Regions from separate parts of the Xenopus tropicalis genome. Here region 1 is linked to region 2. A link is a contact called in public Hi-C data. All regions are on one chromosome and are shown on one strand. The core of a region is the stretch at or near the end of the contact, and the rest is flanking DNA. Distances in the headings are between cores, read along the strand shown.

Region 1 (7,477 bases), core at 2,926-5,425, 180 kb after region 2:
TGTCGCGCTGATTAAAGGGAAAGCGCAGCCATGAATCAATTTGCAGGCGGAAGATTCTAATCAATTTTGCAATTTGAATTCATTTTCCTTCCTCTTCCGCCTTTTTCTAATCTACCAAGCGGACAAGAAAGTTAAAGGGGAAATAAACCCAAATATACCCCCTGTTTGTATTAATGTATCTACTGTACAGCGCTGCATACATAAGTAGCACTTTATAAATAAAGATATACATACATATAGATATGCAATCTTGCCTATTAAAAGAAACTAAAGAGGTATATGCGTGGCTGTTTATATACTCTGCACTGCCAGTTCTGACTCTTGAACCAAGCAGGAGTATATACTCTGCACTGCCAGTTCTGACTCTTGAAACAAGCAGGAGAATATACTCTACACTGCCAGTTCTGACTCTTGAAACAAGCAGGAGTATATACTCTACACTGCCAGTTCTGACTCTTGAAACAAGCAGGAGAATATACTCTACACTGCCAGTTCTGACTCTTGAAACAAGCAGGAGAATATACTCTACACTGCCAGTTCTGACTCTTGAAACAAGCAGGAGAATATACTCTACACTGCCAGTTCTGACTCTTGAAACAAGCAGTAGTATATACTCTGCACTGCCAGTTCTGACTCTTGAAACAAGCAGGAATCAGCTGACTTCTGCTACATTGTTTCAGCAGTCCGGCAGTGCAGATGGCAGAACTAGGCAGAGTTTCTAGGCAGAAAGCAATTGCATTTGGAAAGGTGCATTTATGGAGGTGACATTGCCTTTAGATAACACTAGTGCCTAAGCCCCTCCCTCATTATGGGGAATTGTTCTGTGTGTCTCTGCTCCTTCTCTCCCTACTGTAGCAGTCACATTAGCAGTCACATTAGCAGTCACATCCCTGGATCTCACAAGCTACATGTCCCCAGTTCGCTGCCAGCGCTTTGCTGCTTCCCCAAAGCTCCATTCAACCTGCGCTGCCAGGCGCCCCCTAGTGGGGAAGCTTGGGATTACTCGCAGCAGCCATTCGCTCTCATTAGCAACCGCCGAGCGGGCAGTAACCATACAATCAGCATCACAATACCTGCCCGAAACTAATTAGCACCGAGCGTATCAATAATAACTTGCGCTACAATATGTATGTTTATAGGCCTTTATTCTAATGGATACAGACAGCGTTGCATTTGACAGTATGAAAGGGCAGGGTGCAAGGGTAAATAACAGAATTGGAAATGGGAGACGGAGATAAAGCCGATTCATATTAAATATTAACAGGTATTGGTGAGAGAGCTGCCCATGCCCAGCACCCAGCAGTGTTTGCACAGACTCAGCAGATAAGTAGGAGGGTAGGGATTTTATGGATGAGCCAGAACAGAAGCCATGGCCTCCCAGCTGTGCTTAAACAAACACTCTAAGCGACTGCAGTGTAGATTGCAAGCTCAGTGGGCAAGCCGTGTGGGGCTGCAGGTACAAAACACAGCGAAACCAAATGCTTCCAACAGTATCTGCAGGGGCACTGGCAGCGCTTGCACTGGCACTCACTGGGCACTAACCCGGCATGGAACCGGGCAACCTTGCCTTCCACTGGCTGATAAACATGCACAGACAGGGGCACAGAGAGGGGCACAGAGAGGGGCAAAGCCAAATGCACAGGGCACAGAGAGGGGCAAAGTCAAATGTACAGGGCACAGAGAGGGGCAAAGCCAAATGTACAGGGCACAGAGAGGGGCAAAGCCAAATGCACAGGGCACAGAGAGGGGCAAAGCCAAATGCACAGGGCACAGAGGGGGGCACAGAGATGGGCACAGAGAGGGGCAAAGCCAAATACACAGGGCACAGAGAGGGGCACAGAGAGGGGCACAGAGAGGGGCAAAGCCATAATGCACAGGGCACAGAGGGGGCAAAGCCATAATGCACAGGGCACAGAGAGGGGCAACGCCAAATACACAGGGCACAGAGAGGGGCAAAGCGAAATGCACAGGGCACAGAGAGGGGCACAGACAGGGCACAGAGAGGGGCAAAGCCAAATACACAGGGCACAGAGAGGGGCAAAGCCAAATGCACAGGGCACAGAGAGGGGCACAGACAGGGCACAGAGAGGGGCACAGACAGGGGCACAGAGAGGGGCACAGACAGGGCACAGAGAGGGGCACAGAGAGGGGCACAGACAGGGCACAGAGAGGGGCACAGACAGGGCACAGAGAGGGGCACAGACAGGGCACAGAGAGGGGCACAGACAGGGCACAGAGAGGGGCACAGAGAGGGGCACAGACAGGGCACAGAGAGGGGCACAGACAGAGCACAGAGAGGGGCACAGACAGGGCACAGAGAGGGGCACAGACAGGGCACAGACAGGGCACAATAACCGGTGCAGTAGGAGGCGCAGAAAGCAGTAGAAGTGAGTGCAAAGTACACAGCGAGTATCTGTGCGAACCCCGGAGCTGAGCCAGTAAATGGCCGATATGCGGATCCCACAGGCGCTACTGACTGGGATACAGATCAGTTCAGTTTCCCGCACGGAGAGCGCAATATGAGTAAATACAGGGCAGGGAGCCGAGAGACACTGGATCTGCCCCAGCGCTTCCCCCTGGTGCCGCCCTACTGTGTCTCAGCCTACTGACCCCCCAAGCCCAACGGTACGGACCTACTGCCCTCACTCAGTCCCTACCCGCCCGGCCGCACTGCCCCTGATATGGGTAAATACCCTGCCCGCCCGTACTCTAACACTCTGTGTGGTACTAACCCTCTGGCAATAAATATCCCGCTAACTGGCACCCACTCTCCATACACATGCCCCTGGCTGGCACTGGACTATGTGCCAGGCTGTAGTTACCTGTGGGCTAGAAGTCAGGGAGCCATTCAGCAGATATATTGTTCCCAGCATGAGATGCCCGGCTGTACCTATGTCAGGGTGCCCAGGGTATGGGGGTGAGGGTATATATATATATGTTATGCCTGCTATGGGTGAGGGCACCCTCAGTAGATATATGTGCATAGTTGCAAGCATAAGAGTACCCAGTAACAAGTGGCAGCTGAGTGCCCAGCTCTAGCTGACTGCCAGTTAAGGACGAGGGGTGCCAGTTAGTAGGTAAGTGGCAACTGTGTGAGTGCCAGTCAGTAGGTAAGTGGCAGCTGTGAGTGCCAGTCAGTAGGTAAGTGGCAGCTGTGTGAGTGCCAATCAGTAGGTAAGTGGCAGCTGTGTGAGTGCCAGTCAGTAGGTAAGTGGTAGCTGTGTGAGTGCCAGTCAGTAGGTAAGTGGCAGCTGTGTGAGTGCCAGTCAGTAGGTAAGTGGTAGCTGTGAGTGCCAGTCAGTAGGTAAGTGGCAGCTGTGAGTGCCAGTCAGTAGGTAAGTGGTAGCTGTGAGTGCCAGTCAGTAGGTAAGTGGCAGCTGTGAGTGCCAGTCAGTAGGTAAGTGGTAGCTGTGAGTGCCAGTCAGTAGGTAAGTGGTAGCTGTGAGTGCCAGTCAGTAGGTAAGTGGCAGCTGTGAGTGCCAGTCAGTAGGTAAGTGGTAGCTGTGAGTGCCAGTCAGTAGGTAAGTGGCAGCTGTGAGTGCCAGTCAGTAGGTAAGTGGTAGCTGTGAGTGCCAGTCAGTAGGTAAGTGGCAGCTGTGTGAGTGCCAGTCAGTAGGTAAGTGGCAGCTGTGAGTGCCAGTCAGTAGGTAAGTGGCAGCTGTGAGTGCCAGTCAGTAGGTAAGTGGTAGCTGTGAGTGCCAGTCAGTAGGTAAGTGGCAGCTGTGAGTGCCAGTCAGTAGGTAAGTGCAGCTGTGAGTGCCAGTCAGTAGGTAAGTGGCAGCTGTGAGTGCCAGTCAGTAGGTAAGTGGTAGCTGTGAGTGCCAGTCAGTAGGTAAGTGGCAGCTGTGAGTGCCAGTCAGTAGGTAAGTGGTAGCTGTGAGTGCCAGTCAGTAGGTAAGTGGCAGCTGTGAGTGCCAGTCAGTAGGTAAGTGGTAGCTGTGAGTGCCAGTCAGTAGGTAAGTGGCAGCTGTGAGTGCCAGTCAGTAGGTAAGTGGCAGCTCTGCTTCTCCCCAGACTCCTGTTGCTTCTGACAGTCGGACAGAGCGCAGTGTTTTGGCTGTGACGTTGCGGTGGGCGTGTCCCGGCTCCCTATATAAGCGGCTGCAGCCTGAGCTCCCGATCAGATCAACTCTCCGCTCCCATCGCTCAGTATCTAATGCTGCTCAGTCGCAGCGATTCGTTCTCTGTCAGAGGCAGACTCACCGCAATGATCAAGAAAATGTGCCCCGGGGAGACCGAGCTGAACATCCCCCCCAAGAACTGTTACCGAATGGTCATCCTGGGCTCCTCCAAGGTGGGCAAAACCTCCATCGTGTCCCGCTTCCTGAGCGGCCGATTTGAGGAGCAATACACCCCGACCATCGAGGATTTCCACCGAAAGTTCTACAGCATCCGGGGGGAGGTGTACCAGCTGGATATCTTAGATACTTCGGGCAACCACCCCTTCCCGGCCATGAGAAGGCTCTCCATCCTCACCGGTAAGTCCTCACTTGTTGGCAAGTAGTCAGAACTTTTCCTAACTGGGTTAGTGGGCAACTAGTTAACTGCTGGTAAATGCTCAGCACCTTCAGTTTCTAGCAGGGTGCCCATTGCTGTAACTATTATATTGCTTTTATTATGGGATCCCTATTCGCAGACGGGGAAACTGCCTATTATAGCGAAGGGCTCTTGGGATTATATTACTACAGAGTCGTGAGCTTCTGTCTCTGAAGCGCAAATTGAGTCCAGATCCTCTTGTTTAGTGTTAAATACAATGAAAGTAACAACGTTACGACAGCTACTAACCTGCCCTCCTTCTTCTCTCCTCCAGGTGATGTGTTTATCTTGGTCTTCAGCCTGGACAACAGGGACTCCTTTGAGGAGGTGCAGCGGCTGAAGCAGCAGATCATTGAGACCAAGTCCTGTCTCAAGAACAAAACCAAGGAGAATGTGGATGTTCCCATCGTTATCTGTGGGAATAAAGTGGACCGGGACTTCTACAGGGAGGTGCAACCTCATGAGATTGAGCAGCTGGTTGGGGAGGACAGTAAATGTTCTTACTTTGAGGTATCGGCCAAGAAGAACTCCAGCCTGGATGAGATGTTCAAGGCTCTGTTCACCATGGCCAAGCTGCCCAGTGAGATGAGCCCAGACTTGCACCGTAAAGTGTCTGTCCAATACTGCGAGATCTTGCACAAGAAGTCCCTGAAGGGCAAGAAAGTCAAGGAGGATGGGGACGCCTATGGCATTGTGGCCCCCTTTGCCCGCAGACCCAGCATCCACAGTGACTTAATGTACATTAGAGCCAAGGCCGTAGGAGGCGGCCAGAGTAAAGACAAAGAGAGGTGTGTGATCAGCTAGGGCTTGGGCAGGTCTGGCACCGGTGCCTTTATAAATATATACATAGAGAAACAGAAAAGACCGTGGCGTTTTTGAAAGAAGCCAAAGCCGAGATGGCATGACCGTTGAGGGGGTTCCACTTGCCCCTCCGTGCCTTCTGATGGTTAGTCAGGCTGCTGAGGAAAGGAGAAGCCTGATGGGGCAGACGTTGTTGGACAGTTTGGAAGTGGCCATGAAGCTGGCCAGGAGCTTTACAGTCATGTGACTGCTGGAGTGGACAATCTGTACTTTGAGAAAACTCTCTGATCTGTTGAACCTCCCGAACTGGGTGCAACTCTGGACTGAGTGTGGGGGGAGGAGGAGGGATGTTAATAACTGTATCAGGACTGAAAAGGAAAAGTGATTTGTTTACATGGTGCCATTGTGCCATCAATCAGAGTATTGGATGAGAACAAATCCAAAGTGTTTAGATACTTTGTGCTTTATTTCCAGTGTCTTTATTTTTCTACTTAATAAAAAAACATAAAATCAACTCAATGTCTGTGTCTGGCAGCTTCTTGCTCAGCAATATAACAACAAGCTGCTTCCATTGTGGCATCATAGTACCCAGTGCCTTGGGGATCCAGTGTCTGCTTTATATGCCCCCAGAGCCCATAACAAGGTTACAGATATATAGAAACATTGGGGTAACAGTCACCCCGCTATAGTTCCAGGGGTATCCAGGGCACAAATAAGCACTCACCCCAAATCCCCCCCCCTAACTGGCCTTCAGGCTGGGCCCCCTTAGCCCATAACAAGGTTACAGATATATAGAAACATTGGGGTAACAATCACCCTGCTATAGTTCCAGGGGTACCCAGGGCACAAATAAGCACTCACCCCAAATCCCCCCCTAACTGGCCTTCAGGCTGGGCCCCCTTAGCCCATAACAAGGTTACAGATATATAGAAACATTGGGGTAACAGTCACCCTGCTATAGTTCCAGAGGTACCCAGGGCACAAATAAGCACTCACCCCAAATCCCCCCCTAACTGGCCTTCAGGCTGGGCCCCCTTAGCCCATAACAAGGTTACAGATATATAGAAACATTGGGGTAACAGTCACCCCGCTATAGTTCCAGGGGTACCCAGGGCTCAAATAAGCACTCACCCCAAATCCCCCCCTAACCGGCCTTCAGGCTGGGCCCCCTTAGCCCATAACAAGGTTACAGATATATAGAAACATTGGGGTAACAGTCACCCCGCTATAGTTCCAGGGGTACCCAGGGTACAAATAAGCACTCACCCCAAATCCCCCCCTAACTGGCCTTCAGGCTGGGCCCCCTTAGCCCATAACAAGGTTACAGATATATAGAAACATTGGGGTAACAGTCACCCCGCTATAGTTCCAGGGGTACCCAGGGTACAAATAAGCACTCACCCCAAATCCCCCCCTAACTGGCCTTCAGGCTGGGCCCCCTTAGCCCATAACAAGGTTACAGATATATAGAAACATTGGGGTAACAGTCACCCTGCTATAGTTCCAGGGGTACCCAGGGCACAAATAAGCACTCACCCCAAATCCCCCCTAACTGGCCTTCAGGCTGGGCCCCCTTAGCCCATAACAAGGTTACTAACAGGTCCAGGGGTACCTTGGCAGCACATACTGGTTACCCTAGAATCCACTATTCGAGACAGAATCAGACACAGTTTGGAAATTCTAAATGTGCATTACAAAGTGCAGACACCTGCACAACAAAGGGTTAAACTAGTAAGAAAAAACTTGGGGTGGGGGGTGTGAGTGGTCAGGTTTGTATACCCTAATGGAGAGCTGCTGTTAACCCCTTACTTGCCGAGCCCCAGCATGTAGTTATACCCATAAATACCAGCAGTGCCAGACACTGTTTCACATAACTAAATTACAGCCTCTCCAGTGAAGCAGTTAATCTGTTATATTCTGTCTCCCCCTAGTGGCCATGTGGTGACATTACACAGGCAAATAAAACTACTTTGCAGGTTTATTCAGTTTTCCATTAACCCCTTTGTTAGATGATCCGTAAACTTTCTCTATTCCATTGGAAGGAAAATAGAAGTAGATAAAAGCATAGGAGAGGTAAGGATTCAGGAGTAAGACCATTAACCCATTCCTGAGCAGAGGCGAGCATGCCAGAGACTGGACG
Region 2 (6,774 bases), core at 8-2,507:
GGAGTAAAATTGTGCCTCACACACCCATTAGAGCACATATATAGTCATTATGGTTGAACGTGATGGACGTATGTCTTTTTTCAACCCAACTTACTATGTTACTATGTTACATAATAGTAGCTGGTCTATAAGGCCACCAAACAGGATGGCATTATGCCCACTGCTATATAAGGGATCTACACAAAAATCTCCCAACAGGCCCTCAGTGCCTACAAGTGTGCATATATATATATACACATATATATATATATATCATAGGTGCCCTCTACCCAAGGAAAGCTTTGTGACCAACCGCATAGAAGTATTTCATTAACTGAATGCAGTTTAGGTAGTCAGTCCTCACTGCCAGCTCTGACTCTGTAACCTCCAGCTGGTGAACAGGGAACTGTTATTGTTATTATTTCACACCATTGCACCGTTATAACCCCACCGAGAGCGCCACTGATGCCAAGGGGCTGGCACATGATGATGCAATTCTTGCCTGGTGCCAAGTCGGCACAACAATGATTTCTCAAGTGTTTGCAATGATATCACGGCGACAGTGGAAGCAATCAGTACATTAGGTTAAAAATGAGAAACAAAATATATATATATATACATTGCAGGCCTAATATTGTCACCTTGCACCCACTTCAGCCCAGCAGCAAGGACATTAAGTGTCACCTGGCACCCCCTTCAGCCGAGCAGCTAAGGGGTTAAATGCCACCTGGGCACCGCCCCTAGTTCAGCAGTTAAACTAACTGTCAACTTGCACCCCTTCACGCCAAGCAGCTAAGGGGTTAAACACCACCTGGGTACTGCCTCTATCATAAGAAGATAAGTGCCAACTTGCCCCCCCCCTCAAGCCCAGCAGTTAAGAGGTTTAAAGCCACCTTGCACCCCCTCTCAAGCCTAGCAGCTAAGAGGTTAAATGCCACTTTGCACCCCCCTTTAGTTCAGTAGCTTAGACACTAAGTGGCAGCTTGCACCCACTCAGCCCAGCAGCTAGCAGGGGTGCCAGGAATAAGAAGATTAAGGGGTCCCTACTGGTGGGCACATGATTAGTTGGTAGAACGGGTAAATCCCCCCTACCTCTCTCCAGCTGCCAGCTCCTCTGTGTCGGCTCCTTGTGGGGACAGGCAGGCACAGGCCATATGCAGGGGGGTCCCCCCTAATCCGGCTGAAGACAGGGCAATGCCAGGCTGCCAGGTGAGCTGTGCCCGCTTCCCTGCTCGCTATCGGTACAAAGACTTCCAGAGGAGGCTGCCCTGCTGTATATGGAGGGAGGGCAAGGGATGACGGCAAGGCCGGGAGCGCCCCCTAGTGGTGGATCCGAGTCAATGGACACCTAAGGGATCATTTCCTCCTCCCAGCGCTGGTTTAACCCCTGCAGCAAGCAGACTATATGGAACCCTGCAATGATAGGATGGGGGGGAGTCCAGAAGGAATAAATCCACTCACACCTGGAAGGATACCCCCCCCCCTTACACGCAGCTAATTGGGCCAAACCCAGAAACTGGGCCAGTCTCCCAAAAACCGGACCTCAGCCTCAGAGCACGACTTGATGGATTTTACCCTCCGAGTCGCTGACGTTTTTGGGCCAAACCACACGGCGCTATTTTAGGCAGGATAATAATAGCTTCTGGTTTTACCCCGCAGAGACATGGGCCTTTCCCTGTCGGAGGCATTCTGGGAATTTATATGTTCATTATATATAGTCAAATAGTGTGTGTTATACAATTACACATGTTCCCACATGCCCTACCCTGAAACCAGCAATGATAGAGGGCAGTCTGTGCTACTGTCTATGGTCAGTGTGTCTTGTCTCATAGAAACCAATGGAACCTTATTTTTAGAAGTGAACACAGACCCCACCTAACCCTGTTGCTGGTGTCCCTTGGTTTCTAAACTGTCCCAGGGAGAAACACCAGCATTGGAGAGATCTGATTGGCTTGGGAATGGCTGCCTGGGGAATGTTGGCTGGGAGAATATTACCAGCTACCCATTTAAACCCATAGCCACTTTCCAGTAAGCCCCGCCTCTTTTGGGTTGGTGGGTTACACCTCTGAAGCTACAGGAACTACTTTTGGGGAGGGGTTTGCTGTATTAGTTGCCCTTAACCCTTTCCTTTATAGTTATACTGTTAGTAGCTGTGACCTTTCCGTGCTGGGGCCCTGGGTTCAGATCCAGCCAAGGCCACACTGGCAAGGGGTTTGTGTACTTTCCCCCTGTTGTGTGGGTTTCCTCCCAAGGTTAAATAACTAAAGATAGTGAAAGGAGAAGCTCCATTTGGGCATTGCCTGTCATGTATAAATAATAAGGATAATATTCATTCTATAGAAGCTATGAAGTCGCTTCTGCCTGCGCTTTGCTGCCACCCAGAGGAGACCCTGTGCTACTGCCTGCTTTCTGGCTGGATCAGGGCTTTTTGGCTCCCCAATTATTTGGTCATTTGATCACAACTGATCTGATTCAGAAAGTCAAGGTTTTTTGGTTGCTGTGGGTTAATGCACAAATGCACAGCTCCGATTCTACATACTTCCTGCTCCTGGGCTGCTCTCTTCCCCATTGTCAGGTAAGGAACAGTCCAACAGAGAAGTCAGGTTGGGGGGCAGGAGGCAGTTCCATTGCACAGATCTCTAGGGGGAGTATAAAAGCAGATTGATAGAGCTCTACTTACTCTACACGGCTGCCAAAGTAATCATGGGGCCCATCATACTCAGCCCGGTGGCCCCACTTAATAGCCCACCGGTAACCTGTGCCTCCCTAGCATGTGGCCTTGTAATTGAGATGGGGGCCCTGTAAAAGAATGACCCCTACCCACAATGTCCTTGTCTAGAGTTGCCAGCTGGCCGCTATTTCACCAGCCTAGGGACGGGGCCAGTGTTACAAATTACAATGTAGTTGCCGGTAAATTTGTAATAACTTGCCCTCCACCCAGTGCCACCTCTGATCCCCCCCATCCCACCGCCTATCCCTCTTCCCAGCTCCCTTTCTAACCCGCTTGCTCCCTATTTCCCCTTGAATGCGACCCACTGGCATCATGCCCCGCCCCCACATACATCACAGATCCACACCATCATCACAGACCCGCCCCCTTGTGGCCAATAAGAACATTGACAAGAGGTGGCAACTCTAGCCATGTCCCTGAATCACCCTGGCCACTCCCCAATTATACCAAATCCCGCCCACCCAAACTCCTGCAAAAGCCCCACCCCTTTTGTGACATCTTCCCACTCTGCCATGGGGCCCCTGACTGCAATACCCCTATATCCCCCACCAATGGCTGGGATGCTCGTCTACAACCACAGAGATCAATGCCAACCCTTTCCACCTGGATGAAGTTCTGCCTTATCCATGGGTAGGAGAGCAGCCCAGGAGCAGGAAATACAGGGGAGTGCAGCTCTGTATCAGGGTTTGGGCTGGAGAAAAGCTTTACACCCCCAAGGGCAAGTTCCTAATAAAGGGCTAATGGCCCAGTAGTATAACGGGCCCAGGAACCATAATGCTTTGCACGTTGGCCCTATCCCAATGGTATTTTTAGCCACTGATGTCAATGGGACCCTTCCCCAGCAAGTGACTTTTATAGGAAATGTCCCCCCCCCCCGCACATTAGATATTTATATAGAAAACATATTTCCCTGTGCCTACGCTCGTCCTGGTAGCCCTGCCAGCTGTCGAGGGCAAATGGCTGTAAAGGTGTCCGGGGAGAGTCGATGAAGCAATGATGTCACAATTCTATCTATAGCCAGCGGGCTCGGGGCCTAATGGGCCGGCGAGGGGGGGGGGGGACTTGGTGACAAGACTGTGAGATCAGCAATAGCTTTGCCTTCTGCTTACAGAATTCATCCTAATGGGTTTCCAGCAGCACTGGGGGGAATGGCGGCGCTCACGGTGACTAATGTGCTCGTTTGTCAAGTGATGATGTCACAGGGGTGACCTCATGCTGGCTTTAAATTAGCTTGGCACGGTCACACGCTTTACTGCAATGATGTAATCACAATGCAGAATTCTGAGAAGAACAGGAGTGTGAATGAAAATCCAATAGAAATCCAGTACCAGTGTGCCTTCTGTGCCAGTGTGCCTTCTGTGCCAGTGTGCCTTCTGTGCCAGTGTGCCTAATGTGCCAGTGTGCCTTCTGTGCCAGTGTGCCTTCTGTGCCAGTGTGCCTAATGTGCCAGTGTGCCTTCTGTGCCAGTGTGCCTTCTGTGCCAGTGTGCCTTCTGTGCCAGTGTGCCTTCTGTGCCTTCTGTGCCAGTGTGCCTTCTGTGCATCTGTGTGGTTGCACGCCATATTTCCATAAACTGCAGTGGGCAGCATGCCATATCAATTCCTCTTGCCTCGTTCCAAGATATAAAGACAGCCCGGACCATGTGCCCAGAATCACCAGAACATACCCAAGGCTGCCCCTAGTGGCGAAAAGACCTATCAAGTACAGACACTAGAGGCTACTATCCCACTGTTACTATAGGCACCATCTCTCCTACTATACCTGCTATCCCACAGCCCCAGTCCCTTCCCAGAGGCTATTATCCCCCCACTGCTACTTTAGGCACCATCTCTCCCTACTATACCTGCTATCCCACAGCCCCAGTCCCTTCCCAGAGGCTATTATCCCCCCACTGCTACTATAGGCACCATCTCTCCCTACTATACCTGCTATCTCACAGCCCCAGTCCCTTCCCAGAGGCTATTATCCCACTGCTACTATAGGCACCATCTCTCCCTACTATACCTGCTATCCCACAGCCCCAGTCCCTTCCCAGAGGCTATTATCCCACTGCTACTATAGGCACCATCTCTCCCTACTATACCTGCTATCCCACAGCCCCAGTCCCTTCCCAGAGGCCATTATCCCCCCACTGCTACTATAGGCACCATCTCTCCCTACTATACCTGCTATCCCACAGCCCCAGTCCCTTCCCAGAGGCTATTATCCCCCCACTGCTACTATAGGCACCATCTCTCCCTACTATACCTGCTATCCCACAGCCCCAGTCCCTTCCCAGAGGCTATTATCCCACTGCTACTATAGGCACCATCTCTCCCTACTATACCTGCTATCCCACAGCCACAGTCCCTTCCCAGAGGCTATTATCCCCCCACTGCTACTATAGGCACCATCTCTCCCTACTATACCTGCTATCCCACAGAGACAGTCCCTTCCCAGAGGCTATTATTAAAGTAGCTTAGAATTATATTTGCTCTTATGTAACATTATATAGTTGAGTTTACACACCCTATAAAGCTGACCAACTGCGCAGTAGTCCAATAACTGTATATAACAAGATCCTTTCTCACCATTTATATATCAGTACCCAGCCAGCCTGGGAAAGTGCTTTTCCATCTCACACTCCCACCCTTATTTGCAGAGCCACATTCCCCCTGACCAGGGCCCCATCAGCGATAAGGGGCCCCGCCAACGGAGGAGAGCCAATCAGACTCAACTACAGCAGCTGTGCCCACCCACTCACAGGCCGAGGGGGCTGTTGGACAGATGGGTGCTCAGGCTTACAGCACAGCCAGAAAGTGCAGTCATGCAGGCAGCATGCAGTATATCACCCGGTGGGGGGGTAGGTAGCCGGGAAACCCTGTACATCAGCAGCACAACCCTCTCAGCATTTTATATATGTACAAAAATGGCTAGCTGAGGTGGCAATTTCCCAATTAAGTGCCAACTTTGTTGTACTTAAATGTCACCATTTAACCCCTGATAAAGTCCAGTCACTTAATGCCGGGGGCATCATGTGTGCATTAATGCAACTTATTTACCACTCACAGAAAATGCAAGGGGAAGCCTCAGTTATTACTTATATAGGTGTGTAAGTGCTTCCTAGAGCCAAATCATGGACCCCAAATGAGGCATGGCTTACTGAAAAGATAGGTGGGGGTTCAGGTGGAAATGCAAGGAGGTATGCGATAGTATGAATAAAACTGTCCAGGATATAACCATTAAGTTTGGCCTTTGGCCCACAGACTATATAGTGATAACCAGGTTGGCTTTATTGTATTCACAGTGTAATATCACCTGCTGCCACTAGATGGAGCTGCTCACCCAGCGTTTTTGCAGCTAATCTACAGCCATAGCTCAACCGCAGGCTTCACGGATTTCACACTGTGGTTTATTTAAATGGCACAAAGGGTAAACAATAGATATTTTCATAGTTTAGCCTTATTTTATTTATCCTTCAGATCAATTAACTATTTAATATATTATAATACATAATTAAAAATACTGTGTATATATGAACTGGCTGGTAATTCATTTTCCTCCAGCTAATACAGCTCTCTGCTGCTTATTTTAAAGGGGAACTAAAGCTCAAATCCAAGTTTTGCCTTGAGAATTGTAGCCTGCAGATTATACATGCTCCCCAATTGATAAACATATAGATGTTCTGGTAGAGATTAGGGGTGTAGTTTAAGGGTTATAGCAAATACAACGAAATCCTGACTCTTTGGGGAAAGAGAAGTGGAATATATAAAGGGGGAGTAGTAGTAGATGGGGGTCGTAACCTAATGGATACTGTTGATGGAGATGTAACAGTTTTGCTTCTTTTTGCATTAGAACCACTTAGTTATCAACAACAAACTAGCAAATAAGCTCATTTAAAGAGGGGCAGGGAGAAGATGCAAAGGCAAAACAGACAGATGCAACTCTTGGAATTTCTTGAATAAAAAGAAAAGAAATGTGCCTGACTGTAAAAGTGTTGCTGCACATGTAGGAGGAGGCAAGTGGGCAAGCGGCTTAGGTGCCACCATCATGTTGTACTGTCTTTATCTTGATCTGTTGTCTCC

What was found. A called contact is a pair of places that touch in the nucleus more often than the background predicts.
Region 1: a contact with region 2 is called in a Hi-C map of neurula embryo, with 4 times the contacts expected there. The contact joins the promoter of rasd1 here to the promoter of rai1 in region 2. A contact is called at or near these places in 4 of 5 Hi-C or Micro-C datasets (brain, gastrula embryo, liver and 1 more).

Annotation. Positions count from the first base shown.
Region 1 is chr9:15,696,599-15,704,075 of UCB_Xtro_10.0, forward strand. It overlaps rasd1 (ras related dexamethasone induced 1), which reads left to right and starts at 4,176. Exons shown (of 2, transcript NM_001078940.1): 1 at 4,176-4,478; 2 at 4,811-5,851. The coding sequence starts at 4,208. The coding sequence ends at 5,340.
Region 2 is chr9:15,516,973-15,523,746 of UCB_Xtro_10.0, forward strand. It overlaps rai1 (retinoic acid-induced protein 1), which reads right to left and starts at 1,258. Exons shown (of 5, transcript XM_004918074.4): 1 at 1,072-1,258.